2 separate regions of the Mus musculus genome follow, and region 2 is linked to region 1. Evidence: chromatin contacts called from public Hi-C data. All regions are on one chromosome and are shown on one strand. The core of a region is the stretch at or near the end of the contact, and the rest is flanking DNA. Distances in the headings are between cores, read along the strand shown.

Region 1 (2,700 bases), core at 1-2,500:
TCCCAATCAGGCAAAAACGAGGTGGGAGGGCAGATGTGGGATAGATGTATGGTGGAGGGGTAGCCAGAAGTGGGATATCATTTGAGGTGTAAACTACTGGATTGATGAATATTAATAAAAGAAAAAAGTCTCAAAGACTTACTTGTTCTCACATCTGTGAGTCTCATAGCAATACTAAGCTGAGAGCTATAATATATATGCAGAGGATTTTGTGTAGAAGTATGTAGGTCCTGGTGCTTGTTTTATGTCATCCATATCGGTCTTAGCTCTCATACTATTTCTGCCTCCGCTTCCGTGACATTCTCTGATCTGTGAGCTGAGATTTGAAAGAGACCTACCATTCAGACTTTATCTTCATAGTCTGTATGCTTTGGTATTTCTCCAACATTTATTTGACAATTTGTTGAGCAGAATTTCCATATGCTTAATGGTAATCCTATGTAAATTTAATGCAAAATAGTTACACTTTACTATTATTAATAAGTTCTGATAAAGTCCAGAAGAACACTGGTACCTTCTCAAATTCTTTTCACTGCAAGTGGGAAAGCATTATATACGGCGAAGTTCACAAGTTTTCATAAAATGTCAATTCATTGCACATTGGGAGAAGCTATAAGATAACCTTCTGCCTAGTCTTGAGCAAAGGTATTTTGTCAAGTGAAATATAGCAAAGGGCCAGTCCAAATGTATCACCCGTATTTAAATGCCACTAAAATTTAAATACATCTGTAAGTGAGCCTTCCTAGTGTTCCACTTAACACGTTGGGAAAAAAGGCTAATGAGCTGCTCTAGCCTTACTCTACTCTCCTTAACTCCGGTGCAATATTTAATAGAAAACCCTTTTAAACTCCGCCAGTCACCTTCTGTAAGATGAGGTCAAAACTACATGCTTAATTTCTAACTTTTAGACTTAAAAATTATCACTTAAATAGTGATCATTTAATCCATAAGCATTAGGTAGGAGCCCTGGCAAGTGCAGAGCTAATTTAGCTTGATTCTGCAGAGATTTGGAACACAAGGGCTAGCCATACTCTGTCCCAAGATCTGCCGAAATGACACAGTTATAAAAGACAAGCGCCGGTGACGCTTATTTCCAATGGGAAACAATTTCCTCTGGCAGTGTCTGAAGTCTGTTTTTGTAAGAAATTGCCTCTTGGAGCATATAAAGCTAATTCATGGCGGTTCCCAGAACTCCACAAACCCGGCCTGAGCTCCCCTGTGGATGAGGCAGCCTTGTTGACATAATCAGGCTGGGCTCTTGGCAAAGCTCCAGCTGTTTGTGTGGAGCCCGTCAGATTAGGCTGAAAGCCTCTAAATCTTCCAAAGTGTCCCTGGGAAGGGAAAATAAAATGAGGATGGCGATATGGCAAGACCCAGGGACCAGAGTAAAGTCCTGACATTTGTATTTGGCTCTGTCATTGTGATTCAATAACACAGAATTTGCTAGTCGATTCGGCAGAGGTCACAACACAGAAGTGATGGATGATCTGTAGATCTGTTTTATTTTTGCCACTGAATCTGTGTTATGTGCTGACTTAACTTTTCTTTGGCGCTTCTTAGGGTGCTCCAAAACATGTCCTCTGACTAACCACACAGCCCTCCCCACTATGTTATTTTCACACGGAGATGCCTATAAATATTTGAGTTATCATATTTAAAATCAATGCAATTTATTTCTTTTGCCCTGAAAATATTTAAAGACTCTTATATTATAAAATTAAAGAAAGGTTCTGTTCTTGGTTTGACAAACACTGATCCATTTAATACATATTTATTAAAGAAGACTTTTGAAGGACAATTCTTATTCAAATACTACAAGTGCAAGGAGAAAGAGAAGGTTAGAAGTAAACTTAAGCCTGCAAGTTAACAATTCTCAAAATCAAAAGCATTTAGGAACAACATTCCTCAGCCAGGTGTGAGAAATTCTCATGCTTAAACATGAAAGCAATGCTAAATGACTTGAAACTTCAGAGACCAAAACATCAGCTGAGGCCTTGCTAGATAGAAATAAAAGCAGAAAAAAAAAACAAAAAACAAAAAAAACAAAAAAACATCTAGTCACGTGGGGAAACAAGGTCACAATGACCATGTGTTTGTTTGAATTTCCTATCATCCAGAGTCCACAAAGAAGACAGAAATTCAAAATGAAAAACTGTTCCTCTTATGAGCTTACCTCCTTCTTACTTGGCTCTATTTCTTGGGCCCTTGCAATTGAAGAGTCGCTCTGCTGAAACTTGATACTTTGCTTTTTTAAAAATCTTTTGTATAAGCTCTTTAATATTTTCATACAAGTACACAATGCATTTGATTACTCTCACCACCAGACTCTCTTATCCCCTTTTCGCTTCTCTAGAATGTTCCTCCCCACTACAGATTCCTTTTTTCTATGTTCAGGTGTTTCGTTTTGTTTTATAGCCAGTGTAAAACTAGAACCATCTATGTGTTTTTAAAAGGCCACCCCACACAATACAATGGAGTTGCAAAGTGCTCTTGTAGGGAAACTCCCCACAGAGTACCTAGCACAGAGTACCTAGCACAGAGCACCTAGCACAGAGTACCTAGCACAGAGCACCTAGCACAGAGTACCTAGCACCTGTCACTATTCAACATTGGCGTCTTCCTCACCCACTTCCACTTCAGATCATAGCACCACCTGTGTAGTAACAGTGAAACTCTCCATGACATACACACTGATGGACT
Region 2 (2,700 bases), core at 90-2,589, 390 kb after region 1:
TTTTCTTCTCTGCCACACTGAGTCATCTCCTCCTCTCAAAAGACTGCTTTTCCTTCCTCCCAGTTCTTCAACTGTCTCATAATCCAACCCTCCTGGAAAATGAGCATTCGGACATGCTGCTGCAGCCGCAGCAACAGCAGTAGTCACTGGCCACTAAGGGTTCTCATTGCCTCAAAGCACAAAACCAAGACTTGGCATTTCTTCCTCGGAGGGTGCTCTCCTTTCTCCATATTTCCACATTGCCCCCGTTGAGATAAATAAACACATTAAAACTTTTTAAAAAACGTATCCTAATAGACAATTGCTTATCACAGAGGTGGACCAGCATGCCGGGATGGAAGTGAAACACAGACAACATTCCTATGTAACATCACGGTATTTTTTTTTCTATTGAGCATAAAAGAACAAAAATGCAGTTTCTTAATCCGGTGTCTCATTAGAATATTAGTAACATTTGCTACACATAAATACCGCAACCCGGTAACACACGTAGAAGAACTTCCGCTCAGATGCCCCTCTAACTGCAGTTTAAATGGGTGCAAGGCTCCAGGCAGCTACCCACCCGGAGTAAGACTGGTCAGCTCCCAGGCTCTAATCTTATCTGCATTAGGCTACACAGTAGCTGATGCCCGCGATTAGTTCCAGCTGAGTGGTGCAGGTGGGGATGCAGATACAACCCAGTAGGCGAGCTCTACCCTAGCCAGCTACCCAATTACAAACACCTCTCATCTACGCCGAGGACACAACTAAAGACGGTATTTCGAATTGTTAATGCGAAACTTTACACTTACATTAGTTGCCTCAACCTTGCCCCTTTCCCGGTAGGCTGCAGTTAAGAAGGATTTGCTCCAACACATAGAAAGCCATGCATCTGGTAGCACCAGTTTGGGGAGAATTCAGAAGCAGCAAAACGTTTTCTCCTTGTAAAATGTGTGGCTTCGGGCTGGCAAATTAGCAACTCCCGAGAACAAATTCACAGATTTGTCGTTAGTCATTCTCTCCACATTTCCTCGCTTTTACCCACTGGGTCTGGGCTCTTCTGGTATTTAACGCACACCACATCCAATTGCACTTCTTCAGCTCGGGAGTGTATCCCACCGCATCCAGCCTACCATTTGCATCCGATGGCAATACTGCTGAAGTCTCTAACTTCTAGTAGGAAACGTCAGAGTTGGGTGATGGTGATTTTCTGGATGTTTTCCCGGGGTGCCAATTGCCCGGCAAATTCTTAATCCGTGAGTCCTTTCGCGCTTAAGAGACTGAGGCTCTCCATCCTACCTCGCGTACTCTTCGTTTTTCCCTTCTCTTCTGCCCCCCTCTCCTTCTCCCTCTCCTCTCTCTCCTCTCTCTGAACTGAATTTCTTGATATAACTCTCAATAAGCCCAGAGGGAGGGCGTGACGACCGAGGCCCCACCTCCGGGTCCTGATTGGCCAGCATCTTGCAGTGCGGGAGGCTGCAGAGGGCTGCGGGAGGGGGCGCGGAACAAGGCGCTGACTGTCTTCAGCCTCCCCCTCCCCAGCGCCCCTCGGCAGCCGCGAAAACCTGGAGGAACGATCCCGGTCCCGGGAGAGCTGTTTTCAGGACGCGCACTGAGCATGCCCGGCAGGGGCCAGCACCCGGGGTGGCTCGGGAGCTCTGGAGCTCTTACCCAGCTTGCGGCGGCGGAGCCAGGGCGGTGCGGTTGCACCGGAGCGAAACCCGGGAACCTAGATTCTCGCCACCGGGTGGTGAGGGTCATTGAGGCCGCTCTTCTCTTGATGCATTTCTGTCTGCAAAGTGGAAAGGGCTAAATTGCAGAGATGGCTGAGACGCGCAGCCACCCCTCAGTGAGGAGTTTTGGCCAGCAAATCCTGGAGCGCATTAAACCATTAAACCGGCTCTGTGCCGGGTGCTGCAAATTGAGGCATTTGCTGGCAGGGACATCCGAAGGAAGGGCGAGGAGGGCGGAGAGCTAAAGATAGGGCAGTAGACATTTGAGTCTCGGTGGAAAATGGAAAGAAAATTAATCTGGGCTTTTACTGCGTGCAGGGTCACTGAAAGTGCCTGGGGAAAAGGTACGTTGTAGCTGGGGTCCCTGGGCGCAGCCACGGACAGTTTGCTGAGCAAGAAGTCTCCTTTCCTGGGATCTGATCGGAGCTTAGGCGCCTGGTCGTGGCAGAGCCTCTGTCGTTCTTTTGCCTCGCAGGGAACCCGGAAAACCTAGCTCTCTGGAACGAAGGCTTCATCTGAGCCTGCTGTCAGCTCACCTATGTGCGAACTTTGCTTCCGTCTGGCTTGAAGGAATCCCAAGCAGCTGTTAGCCAAGCTGCAAAGCTCCTTTCCCCCTTGCCACTTACTGCTGGACACATTTCCCTGCCAGGCATGGCCCTGACTTCAGCTCTGTAGTACATCCGCACAATCTTGTTTCTCATTTTTATACCAGGGCTGGATGGGATACTTCAGAAAGGGTCACCCTGATTTCTGTCATATTCCCTCAAAGCCTCACTCATCTTTAAAAACCAGTAAGTTAGGAAGGTTTGGCAGCACCGGTGCCAGACAGGTGCCTGAATAAAGTTTGATATAAAACCCTATTAGTTAAGTAACAAATCCCCACCTGAATGGTAATATAAAGGTGATCTGAGGTCTTACAGCATGGTTGACTTTTGCTAACTTGGACGAAGAATACAGGGCATTTATTCTAAACCTTGTGTTTCTCACA

The links. A called contact is a pair of places that touch in the nucleus more often than the background predicts.
Region 2: a Hi-C map of uterus shows a contact between it and region 1. The contact joins the promoter of Pcdh9 here to the enhancer-like site in region 1. A contact is called at or near these places in 1 of 39 promoter capture datasets (neural stem cells), 4 of 484 Hi-C or Micro-C datasets (the AtT-20 cell line, cerebellar granule neurons and uterus), 2 of 115 datasets of contacts at active chromatin or transcription factors (astrocytes and fibro-adipogenic progenitors) and 1 of 9 other capture datasets (adipose tissue).

What each region holds. Positions count from the first base shown.
Region 1 is chr14:93,497,976-93,500,675 of GRCm38.p6, forward strand. All of the region lies in intron 3 of Pcdh9 (protocadherin 9), which reads right to left. Among named protein-coding and RNA genes, the nearest start is that of Gm23509, 360 kb to the left of the region's middle. Within about 2 kb of position 1,251, at least 62 of the 459 cell types and tissues checked have an H3K27ac peak or open chromatin away from gene starts, as enhancers often do. A contact at or near this core is called in cerebellar granule neurons, neural stem cells and uterus, where this site is marked.
Region 2 is chr14:93,889,330-93,892,029 of GRCm38.p6, forward strand. It overlaps Pcdh9 (protocadherin 9), which reads right to left and starts at 1,340. Exons shown (of 5, transcript NM_001081377.3): 1 at 792-1,340.